Regions from separate parts of the Gossypium hirsutum genome. Here region 1 is linked to region 2. Evidence: chromatin contacts called from public Hi-C data. All regions are on one chromosome and are shown on one strand. The core of a region is the stretch at or near the end of the contact, and the rest is flanking DNA. Distances in the headings are between cores, read along the strand shown.

Region 1 (6,346 bases), core at 364-2,863, 160 kb before region 2:
AAGCTTACCAGCCAAGCAATACCCATCCATCAATGTGTTATATGTTATTATATCAGGATTTACTCCTCTCTGAATCATTAAATTCAACAACTGATTCGCTTCTTCGAACTTCTCCATCTTGCAGAGTGCATCTATTAACACATTGAAAGTGATCACATTAGGATGCACACCTTGATCCAACATCTCAAGAAACAGACTTTTAGCCTTCTCCAAGTTACCTATGCAACAAAAACCATGAAGTAGGGAGCTATAAACAATCACATCCGGACAAATTCCCCAACCCTTCATTTCCGAAAAAAGTTGACTCGCTTTTTCTATCATACCCTCCTTGCACAGGCCATCGATAATGCTACCATAAATAATAACGTTAGGCTTACACACCCCATTTCCATTAAGCATTTCGTCATATAACCGAAGAGCAATACTCGTATTCCCCATTCGACACAGACCATTAATCAAAGCCCCATAACTAATAACACTAGGCTGACAACCAAATACAACCATTTTCCCAAACAACCTAGTTGCTTCACCAACCTTATCCTCGACAATCAGCCCTTTAATCAGAGATGTAAAAGTTAGAGTATCTGGTCTAAAACCCCACCTAAAAAGCCTACCGAAAACAGCGAAAGCATCACTAATTCTACCCGCACGACATAAACAATTAAGTAGAATATTCAAGGTAAAGAAATTAGGCGAAAATCCAATAGAATCCAATCTCTTGCAAAGCAAAACGACATGATTATACTGCTTAATCTTAACAAGGGCACCTAACAACAGATTAAATGATGACATTGGAGGAGAGGGTTTCATTTGGGTCATCTGATCAAAAAGTTGAACTGCTTTATCGAGAGTAATAGCCCCTGATTTGAGAAATTTGTGAAGTGGTTCTTGACTTGCAAAATTTTGTTTGTTGAGGTTTGAAGATTTGGGATTCTTAGAAAAAGTGGGGTTTTGGCGGGAATTGAAAAGAGATGAGAGTTTACCTATTGGAGTAGATTCTGCATAAGAAGAAGAACATGATCGAGCAGCTCCATTAGCGGCTGAAGCAACGCGAACCATCCTACTGGCGACCATTTTGCCGGATGTTTTTGAAAAACCAGACTACGGAACCTCAACTAATACGCGCAAGTCGCAACTCAATGTTAGTGGATACGGATCTTTTGTTTTATCGGGTCCATTGGGCCATGGACCGAGAGCCTAGAAGCAGACAATTTGAACTTGAACCATCCTATCCTAGGAATAGGGGGGGGGAAGGATTTTCCCAAAAGTCCTTAAATAAATACATATAAATTCATTGTACAAATCTATATTCTATAATGCATCAAAACATATACATATAAATATAAATATAAATATAAATAGATTGGTTATGTAATGCAGTGGCCTTACTTTTTGCTTACCTTAACATAATAGGGTACAATCTTTGGGGTTGATTCTTTTTTAGATTTCATCATCAATCATCATGTTGGTGGAAGAGTCGGAAGAAGCATGGCGCAACATCAAACTTGTTCAAAATTCCCATTATCTTCTCCTTAACCTTTTTAATAACAGATGAGGTTGGGCTTCACTGATAGATTTATAAGCTATTCGACATGTAAATATCAGTAAGAGAAGGATAATATTGCTGACACACCAGTAGAACACAAAAGGCTGGAAATTTCGAGGCCTATCTCTACCCTAACTCCCATGAACTGATATTTGAAGTTAGAAAAAATGGTTAATTAGAAGTTCCACTCGAGAATAACTGAATCCATCAAATTTAGTGAAGCTATCATTACAAACCAACATCGAAACCACAATGAAGCGGAAACAGGTCAGAGAGATCATTGCTCTAAGTTTATCTCATAATACATTCAACTGAAAGTTACATCTAACAACTGTTTCAACTTTTAAACTCACCAAAAAAAAAAAAACCAACTCAAATAAAAATATTAAAAAAGAGATCTGAATGTTATATCTCGTGGGTATACGTGGATCCATATACACCCACTATACATCACTCCAATTTACAATACTACCCCTATTTCGACTAGCCTCCCTTCTCATTTCTTTCCCCTCCTCGTCGTAGCTTTCTTCGCCGGTGATTTGACACTTTTCGGCTTAGCACTCTTCGAAGGAGCCTTTTTAGGCGCGGCAGCCTTCTTCGGAGTAGCTTTAGGGACAGCCGCCTTCTTCCCAGGAGAAGTCCTTGTTGAAGTCCTCGAAGCCTTAGCCGGCTTTTCCTTTGGCTTCGCCTTCGATTTAGCTACGGTTTTTGGCTTAGCAGATGCACTCGCCTTCGGCTTCACAGCAGCCACAGCCTTCGTCTTCGTTGCGGTGGATTTAGCCTTAGGAGCAGCCTTTGGTTTAGCCGCCGCTTTAGCCTTTGTCTTAGAAGGGGATTTAGAAGTTGTTTTAGCACGTTTCCCTTCCTTGGCCTTCGAAGCAGGTTTGGACTTAGCAGCCGGCTTCTTCTTAGCCGGAGCAGAAGCAGTTGTAGCCGGCTTCGAAGCCTTAGCCGAAGGAAGTTTATACGAATTCTTAACCTTGACCAACTTCCCAGCAGCCACAAGCTTCTTCAAATGGAAAAGCAGAAGCTTCTTAAAATTTCCAGGAAGATTCTTCTGTTTCTCTTCAATGAATTTAGTGATAGCATACTGACTTGATCCAGTCTTCTCCTTCAAAGTAACGATTGCATCCTTGACCATCTGTCACAGACAGATCACATATTAACACGAATTCAGATCTGAATTACGGAAACCTACAACATAATCGGAACCATTTAGAAAAAAATTGAATTATGAAATACCTCTTCGTAAGGAGGATGAGCAGGAGGAGCTCGTCGCTTCCTAGGAGCTGCAGCCTTCTTGGCTTTGGGCTCTTTAGCTTTCTTTGCTTTGCCAGATTTGGGATTGGCTGTAGCCTCAGCGGGATTCTCTTCCGCCAGCTCAGGCGCAGATTCCACGGCGACAGTTGGTTCCTCAGTGGCCATTAGAACGCCGAAGTTGGGAAATCGATTTAGGATTAGGGTTTCAAGAGAAATTGGGAAATTGAGGATTAGATCAAAGTGGTAATGCACTGATAATTTCGTCGTGTGAGGAGGTAACGGAAATGAAGGGATTTAAATAGTCATGTGTGAGTTAGACGGTATCCATAAAATGAAATATGATTGGTAGAGACGACTAGCACACAGATCCCTCTCTTCCATAATTTTAAATATGGACCGTTGGATGAGACGTTCATCTATGGTTCAAAATATGAGGGGGATGAAAGGAAGGGATTGGAAGGAAGACATGAGCAAGAACTTTATGTTTCGGGTAGTTTAGGTGTGTTTTTGGTCTCGATTGATTTAAGCATAACTTGAGTTATAATAGATGAAATTTTGTAAAAAAAATTACATCACGTAGTTTATTTTATGAGCTTTTTAATGAATATTTTTACGTGATTTTTGGGCCACTATCTTGGAATGAATTTGGTTTAGAAGCTACATTGGTCAAAACTAGGGTTCATCATGATGTTTTGCGGTTCTATTGGATTTTAGAAGAATGCTTGCTTTTAATCCCAATTTGTTGCATCTCGTTTGATAATAGATTAACAAAGCAGTCTAATGCTTCAAGAATGATGAAAATCGGTTAAGAATTAGATGGAAAAATATTGCCTAAAATGTTATTGAAGTTGAACATGTCCTATTGATATATTCATGTGTATTAACAACCTACAATACATGTGCATACATGTCACCAATTCATAACAAATAAAATTGGCATTGTTTTTATACTCTTTGTAAGCATTACATACATTTAATTATGACCATAAACAAAAATCAATCTTGTAGATTTATTAATCAATACAACAATCTAAATTGATTTTTTTTTTAACTTAGAGAATGATTTTGCTTAGCATGTAAAGTCTATTAATAGAACACATCATCGTTTCTTCCATTCAAACTTTCACTTCGTTAAATTTAATGTCTACTTCGAAATAATTGTAAAACGATGATTCAATTGATTTCTTTTAAATATAAAAAATAATTGTTAATTTTAACTAAAAATTAATAGATTCGTACTTTTATCCTTCCAAAATTTTAAATTTCAATATCTACTATCATAATACAAAATTTATAACTTCACCCCACAACAACCAACTAAAAACATCTTATTCTAGTGAATAGCAAATTGTTGAAGCAAAGTATAGGCTGAATTTATGTGCATATCCTAATCGATGGAGGATTCAACTAGATGTTGAAGTATTATTCGATTCATTAGTTATGAAATGGCTTCACATCTCATCGATTTATCCTACAATACATCACATCTGTCCCGAGTAGTCTATATACGACTCTTAATCCTTTTATTGGCTCACAACATGAGATACAAAAATACATTATGTGCAATAATAGTAGTACTATACGAAATATGATAATAGTTATAATGCAATATACAATATTGGTACAAGTAACTGTAAATTTAAAACAACGGAGTGCATGATTTGACAAAAAATTGTTCTCACTTAAGCGCTGCAAAACTTAGGTCTAGGTTACCCCTTAGCTTGTTCAATTGAAAAGCAGCACATTTTGTTATTGTAAACTCGTGAGAATAATTGCTTAAAGCAATACATATAAAGAGAGAAATAGAGGTATATAGAAGGACTTTTTTTAACCATACTTGTCAAATTCCTTCAATATTGAATTTTTTTTATAAGGAGTTACCAACGATACTTGGATTTAAAACATATTTTTAAAACTGTAAAATATCGTATGTAAAATTTAATCTATCATAATTTGTCGTAACTAAATGCAAAGGTATACTTGTATCTATTGATATGTTGAAGTATTTGAGTCTTATGATTTGATCTTTCAAACTAACATAAAAATATTTTGGAGAAATTACTCTCTCTCTCTCTTTTAAGATTATACATCATAAAAGTTATATCATAAGTATTTTTTTTCACATGTGTTTTTTTCACATTGACCTTAATTTCTAGTTAGCCTTCATCAATTATAAATTTGTTACTTAAGTATCTACACATATTTAGCCTATACTTTATTTAATAACTAAAATCTAAATAATCTTAACTGTATTACATCATTTTTAGTTTTGACTAACCTTTTATGATAGTAAATAACATATAATTATTACTTATTATATATATCTCCATAAAATTTACCGATTTCCTACTAGGATGACATATAAATACATGTATTTATCACCCTATAATTGTATACCATAAACTTATGAACTCAAAGTTTTACTATCATAACCAAAAAATGTTCTGAACAATCTTACTTATTAATTATGTTAACATACAATCAAAACGACTTTCATTACATATATAATAACTAAATTCATTCTTGATCATGTGCATTAATATAACCAAATAACATAGATTAGTTACAAAGTTAAATGAATAAAATAGACCTTGTCACCTATGGGTGTGAGTCAATATTCTTTATCCTCTCCCCGTTAATCCCAAAAAATTCAAAATTCATTTTATTTGAATTTTATACTAACATGGACACTCATGGGTGTTAGTTAATATTCTCTATCATTCTCTCCTCTTTAATCCCAAAAAAAAAGCATATTTGAATATTACACTAACACGTACACTCGTAGGTATTGATACTTGAGAATTTTATACTAACCTCAACACTCATAAGTGTCAATATTCATGTATTTTTGAAAAACACATATTTGAGGATTATTTCCCAAATGTATCATAGTTTGGGAAGTCATTTAAAAAACAATATTGTAATAAAAAAGCCTATTTATTGAATTTGTTTGAACAAATATAACACATTAGCCATACCTGTAACACCCTATACCCAGTTCAGTTGCCCGACCCAAGGTATAAGGCATTACAATAATAATGTTTAGACATTTTTCATAATTTCAATCAAATTCAATCAAATAATTCATATTCAATCATTTCCATGTTTTTCAATCAATTTTGGACCTAATTCGAGCTTCAGCAAATCGAAATCAAATATCAATTAAATTGAAACTTTTATGAAATTCTAAGTAAAAAGTGCAAACAAGATCACATGACCATGTGGCTCAGGGACATGGCTGTGTGGCTAAAGCATATACAATTCGAAAATAGAGTCTCACGGCCATGTCTTCAGGTCGTGTGCCCGACCATGTGCAATTCAAAATAGGGCTACACGGTAGTGTCACAGACCATGTAACAATATGTAACCATGTGGGAAAAACCTGTACCAAAATTAAAAAATCGCACGGCCATGTCATAAGACCGTGTGTGACACACGACAGTGTGGAAACCCATGTCACAGGCCGTGTTTGCCTAAAATTTCCTTCAAAATCAAGCTAACTCATATTCAAATGCTTGGGCTCTAAGCAATGCAATAACC
Region 2 (6,251 bases), core at 337-2,836:
TAATCATTGTCAATTAATTACAATGTTAATATTTTTCTTCAATAATACATTTTCTTTTGGTATCAAATTTAACCCTTAAAGTTTATACATTCTAACAATTTGGTCCAAATTTAACTTAATATTTACACATTCTGCCAACATTTATACATAATATGTAAATATCAAGGGCTAAATTTGTTATTATACTAATTAAAATTATGTACAATCAGCGAAAAATATTACTGCAGTAATTAATTGTCCTTAGTTGCTTGTTTTTGAGATTGCCAGATTAAATTACTCCAATTTTTTCGAGAGGGACCAATTTACTCAATATTAAAATTAAAAAAGACCCGAAATGTGATTTTACCAATAATTTATTAGTGTGACAAGTTTGCTGATTCTCCTCTGTTTTCAGCAGAGATGTTGGTAAATGCTCCTATGGTCATGGTTGCAGATTACTGCGGTCCAGTCAAATGGATCTGCTCCCCAAAATGAATATTGTTTTTTTAGTCTCTCTTTTCAACTTAATATATGGTAAAATTAACAGGTCAAATAGTTTTACTTTTAAAAAATATTAAAATCTTGATTTAATCTTTTTAAAAATTATTAAGATATAAACCAATATAAAATTAAAATTGTATTTCAGCTTATTCTCGCCCAAAAAATTCTAGATTCGCCACTACTAGGTAAATTCCCCTTTCAAGTTGCCCTATTCTCCAATTTAGCATGCTTAATTGATAGTAACTTACTGCCAATTTCTTCATTTCATTTTCGACAACTCGGAGATGTACGTTACTAATTCACGAGTTGTTGAGATAAGCAGAAAGCGAGTGCCAGCGGGTTAGCAGCTGAGTGGAAAAATCGTGTTTGAGTTGATCGGTATTTGGTTGCAATCGCATAGCAATGCCATTAACGCATGTTTTGTAGGAGTCAAATTTTGATGTGCCAACGCTGCCTAAAATAATGCAAAACCTTAGATGTTGCGACGCTTCCGTGGCCATGCATTTTTCTCGTTAAAATTTTCAAGCTGAACCGATCTTTTTTTCCCCCTTCAGCTGGCATTTCCATGCAATTTCAACTAGATGATTCAAGTTGCCTTGTACCAGAAGATGGGGAAGGAACTTGATAACATGAAAATGAACTAATGTCAGTGAAGATGTTATGAGTCAGGGTAGGTAACCGACCCGCTGTTGGAAGGAAACACAAATATCTAAAAATAGAGATCCTAATTTAGGCGGCCAAAACAACCCACCCATCAGCTCTTTTTTCCTTCCTTAGGTCCAATGATTTAACATAGAATCCAACAATGACCCACACGATTTGTTTTTCAGAAAGATAAAGCAAGTCAAATTACGTTACCCACGCTTCCTTTATCACAAAGTAACCACTACAAATTCAAGCATCAAGTGGACGGCTCCCCGCATGCAATGTAAAAGCAATGCACTAGGGTTTTCTGAAACGTGAATCAATCCATCTATTTTATTCATTAATTAATAGGAGTTAACCCAATCAACATTTTATAAAATCAGCCAACCATTATCCCTTCTTCTACTTTAGTTGCTACATTCCCCCTTTCCTGTGAAATTACACTGTTACTTACACTAACACTATCAATATTGTAATATTTTATTGTTATAATATGTAAATATACTCATCTCATCCATCTCCTTTTGCAGGTCCCACATCCCACCAAACCCAAAAATCCATGCCCCACCACTACACAAGAAAAGTGCTTCCGTCTTTGTCCACAGTCTCCCCCACCATATGATACACCTACAAAAGAAAAACAAAAGCATATAAGGTGAGCTTTAAAAATTCTTTTCCCTTCAATTCCATCAAAACCCTGTTTTATGAGCATAGCCCAAATAATAAAAAATAATAAAGCAAAGAGTTATGGCATCTGACTTTGATAGCGCCCCCTGAAACTTACTTTCCCATGGGGGACCGAGGAATAAGATCAACTATGGGATGCGTACCGTTTTCTTTTCCTCTTTTCCTCATGTGAGGTGTTTATGAAGGAGGATTTGTTTCCGGCTTAACAACAGAGGAGGTATCCGGAGATTGCGTGTGGTAAATTGCGGTGGCCAGTGAAATTGGCATGACGCAAAGAGCCTTTGATTGAAGGAATTGCATGGCAGCTCCGACATCTTCTTCCATCAGCTTAGCTACTTGTCTCTCTGTGCCATCATTTGACCATTTCTCCCAGGCTGGTTGGCTTCTTCCTCCCTCACCACTTTCATCCTGCTGATGCAAAGAGGAATGCTCAATTGCCTTAACTGAAATGTATACCAAATGCAGATAACAATATCCTAAGTGACACATGCATGAATCATTACTATATTTATTACCTCAACTGACGATAGTGGGAGGTCCGTTACAAGTGGTGCCACTGCACCAGCTGCGCCCAACCTACTCATGCTCAAGACCTGTTAAATAAATAATCACATTAGCTCATTCCTCTTTATTTCCTTCAAATGATTACAATTTACCAGCTCGTAAGAAAACATTATAGACCCTAAAACACTAAATGGGAGAACCCCTCTACCAGAAATGATTTTATGTCATCATCACCCTTTGAACTAGTAAAATTTCTGATATAATAGCATGAACCAACTTTTTACTGTAATTCATATTCCAAAGCCATAAAGAAGTTAAGTTGAACCACAGATGCAAATCAACATTTACAAGTGTATGTTATTTTAGCAGTATTTCAGTAAAAAAGAAAGAATAAACAGATGCAAATCAACGTATATTGAGAATAACTTCTAAAATTAGAATGCACATTCATGCAATAAGAACCACAGACTGATCCCATAAAAACAAGCAGCTCTATTATATGCAGTAAAGCAAAATTCAGAATAAGAAGTATGAAATCAAACAGGTAAACAGAGTTATAGATACCTTAACTTGGAGCCTCAGGAACTTCACATAATCTACAATTTCATCAAGCATGGCCGCTCTATCAGTCTACAAAAAGAAACATATGTCACTACTAATAGCAGTAAGATGCGTTGTGCATAGTTAAACTTTCTCATGGTTTACCTCCCAAGACACACAAATCTACCATAAGGTCACCCATGTCTCAAAGTGATCCCTATAACAATAATCAACTTAGCTAGGTTATACAACAGTAGTTGACGGTAAAGTTATTTAGTTACTAGCTCTGGAATTAGGACATCAATCCATTCAACATCTGTAGACACTGACTTTAACAAACAATAGAGGTAGCTTTAAATGAGTGGGCAAACCCTCAAAAAGTAATAAAGTTTAAAAAGTTTAAAAGCTTTAACGTCACAAGTTTAGTTAAAACTATTGCACAGTTATATGACAAGATGAAGCACATAAGATTGTGACAGACAGCATCAATAGATTACAGTTCTCTACTGTGCAAGCTCCTTATAATATAAATTTAAAAATAAACCAGTTAATCTTAAAAACATTTTTCTTGCCAACCTAGTTAACAGCACTACCTTCATTTGATGATAAGAATTCCAATATAAGAAAAAAGTAATCAGAGAATATTGCCTAAAAACAAACTGGAAATACACATCATTTCTCAAGTAAAAGGAACTGACCTTGTTAACACTAGGAACAAGTTCCTGCAATGCCCGGATTCTTTCGGCAATTCTCTCCCTGCGCAACTGTACCAAAGGAGAAAGTAGAAAAGTTCAATATGTTTAGTCATAGATGCAGCATTTGTTGAGCAGGTTGACTTTTGCAGTTTCACAACACGAGTGGCAATGAACTGCAACTTCACCAACTGCTAGCACAAAACCTGATTTATATAAGGGATTTTATATATCTTCCTTATTTCTCTATAGTCTATAGGACTTTTCTCCGATAGAAATTATCAGTAATCTTTTTCTTTCCATTGCCGAAATACACATACTCAAAGAAAAATGCTCTTAAAATATAATTCTTTTCGGTGAGATTACTTCTACATTGCATATCAACCAAACAACAGAAATAGTATTTAAAAATACAAATTCATTTAAACACCTTATCTGACCAAATAACTCACTATTAAAACACACAATATAGCAATTGTTGCTTTTGAATATTTTCTCAGATAAGGAACTAACTTAGTCATGTCTTTTGTTTCAAGGACAGAAACATTCAGCTGAATTACCGCCCTGTAATATATTATGTCAGTCCCATGTTTACTGTGATTATTTATAAACACTCAAGCTTACCCGCTCAGCAATGCTATGTGGATCTGTGGCCTGTCCTCGTCTAGCCCTCACCCTCGGACGCATTGGTGGTGGATGTGGTCCAGCAGCAACAGTAGCTGGCACTGGTTGTCCATGGAAAACCTGGAAAGTTATACAAGTCGTATCACCAATTATAGAATTTATAGAAGCAGGTACAACTAACATCAACACCATCTCTCCTCTCGTCAAGGTAAGAAAAAAAAAAGGGTAAATGAAGAAATATCATTAAAGCAGATAATCGATTGAGGAGACAACAATCTTATTGTTATTTAAAAATAAATATCTGGATTCTAAGCATGCAGCTGTGGAAAAATGAACAAAAATCTTGACGGATAGCTCCCGATGATAAAATGTCTTGACCGTGACTAATACTTTCAATCTATTTTAATAAGAAAAAGGAATCTCGGATCCCTCTTTCTTCTGTAATAATTTTAACTTCTCCACACTTTCCAACATAACAAGACTGTTCCGAAATTTGACAACTTCCACAGGTAACTAAACTCTTATTAGATGTTGACATATTTTGGCAACTAGGGACATGAAACCTACCAAAGGAAAATATTCCAAATTCAATTGAAAAAGTATAATTTTAATACAAATTAAGGAAGCAACGACAGTCTACCAGTCACTTATACGGCCTTTGGTGCAACACAAAGGAGAGATATTACAAAATTTTCTGTCCCTAGCTTGAAAGTTTCAAGTTTCAACCATGTGTTCTCTACTCCTAGAAAAGTAAAACTTCCTTTTTACTCTTGTTTATTTGCTTGTGCAGGTTTGCCGCTAACCAGCAGTTGATTCAGACTCATGCTTGATTGAATAATTGAATAATGATCAACTGCCAATTAGATTATGTCTCTTAAAAAGTCCTAGAAGAACCTTCATGTATCCTTTCCTTTGTCAATTACCGAAACATGGCATCTCACAACAGTAACTCCCAACCCACCCTGCTCCAAATATTTGTCATTCTTTCTCGTCTTCTCTGCTATTAGACACAAACACACATGACATAACAACATGATAATAATAAAATCAAACAGACAAATTCGCTGTCACCCACAGTCGACAATAAAAAGAAAAAATAATAATGTAACAAGGACAATAAAACATGCTTTAGTTAGTGGGAAAAAGAGAAATAAAGAAATTTATCAAATATTAGCTTAGCTCCTTACTTAAGTTTCTAAAACGAAATTACTATTTAAAATCAGTATTTTTATCCTTTTAGGGAACCAAACAAACACAATGACACAAGGGCAAATTATTAAATGAAAAATACAAAGAATTCATAGATTACTATTTTTTTTTCTTACGTTTTTAACAGAAAAAGCTCTGCCATCAACAACCTCGTCGCGGAAGCGCTTGCTGCTACCGGATGCTTCCTCGGGCTTCAAAAACCCACCTTTTCCTTGCTCCAAGCTCAATCCCAATGGAAAAACCTGTCCGTGAAACGCACCGCCTCCACCGCCGCCTATTGCGCCGATGTGTCCGGTGCCACCGCCGGAGCTAAGCTGCAGAAGCATTGGCGCTCCAGCCGTCGTGGCGTTTCCAGACAATCTACCGTCGGGCCCCGCTAAGCCAGTCTCAGTAGGCGCGAAGTGGGGGAGTCCGAGGATTTGCTCGAGGAAATCATCAGCGGGGGACTCGTTGGGGTTATTAGCCATGGATTGAAGTGAGTCGAAGTGGCGAGTTAAGGCTACCAAAGAGCATCTACATGCAAAAAGGAAATGGCTAAAGAGAATCGAACCAAACAAAAAAAGATAAACTTTTCTTTTAGGGAAAAAAAAGAAGAAGTCTTTTTCTTTTCCTTTCGTTTAATCTTTCTCTGTCCCTGAGGAGACTAAGAAAGGGAAAGTTCAGAGTTTTAGCTTAGCTTGAACTTTCCTTTTTCTGAAAGAGAAACGGAAAGTGGGAGAGAGAAAAACAGAGGAATGAAAAAGAGTGTTGGGTTTTTTGTTCTAGCATTTCGTAATCATGCACCCGCCCTCACATGATATTATTTTCAATAAAATCTAAAATATTCATCTTTATTTTAATGAGGTGCCATATCATCATTTGACTTATCAT

The links. Hi-C and Micro-C count contacts between places; a contact is called where the count stands out from the background.
Region 1: a Hi-C map of leaf shows a contact between it and region 2, with 2.8 times the contacts expected there. The contact joins the promoter of LOC107924193 here to the enhancer-like site in region 2. A contact is called at or near these places in 2 of 34 Hi-C or Micro-C datasets (cotyledon and leaf).

Annotation. Positions count from the first base shown.
Region 1 is chrA11:14,962,013-14,968,358 of Gossypium_hirsutum_v2.1, reverse strand. LOC107924193 (putative pentatricopeptide repeat-containing protein At1g12700, mitochondrial) reads right to left here and starts at 1,613. Exons shown (of 1, transcript XM_016854524.2): 1 at 1-1,613. The coding sequence starts at 1,074. LOC107924194 (histone H1) reads right to left here and starts at 3,111. Exons shown (of 2, transcript XM_016854525.2): 1 at 2,789-3,111; 2 at 1,746-2,687. The coding sequence starts at 2,971. The coding sequence ends at 2,043.
Region 2 is chrA11:14,805,651-14,811,901 of Gossypium_hirsutum_v2.1, reverse strand. LOC107924573 (transcription factor UNE12) reads right to left here and starts at 6,186. Exons shown (of 7, transcript XM_016855086.2): 1 at 5,498-6,186; 2 at 4,173-4,292; 3 at 3,555-3,620; 4 at 2,881-2,946; 5 at 2,328-2,405; 6 at 1,956-2,223; 7 at 1,441-1,752. The coding sequence starts at 5,848. The coding sequence ends at 1,990. Within about 2 kb of position 1,586, at least 9 of the 9 cell types and tissues checked have an H3K27ac peak or open chromatin away from gene starts, as enhancers often do. A contact at or near this core is called in cotyledon and leaf, where this site is marked.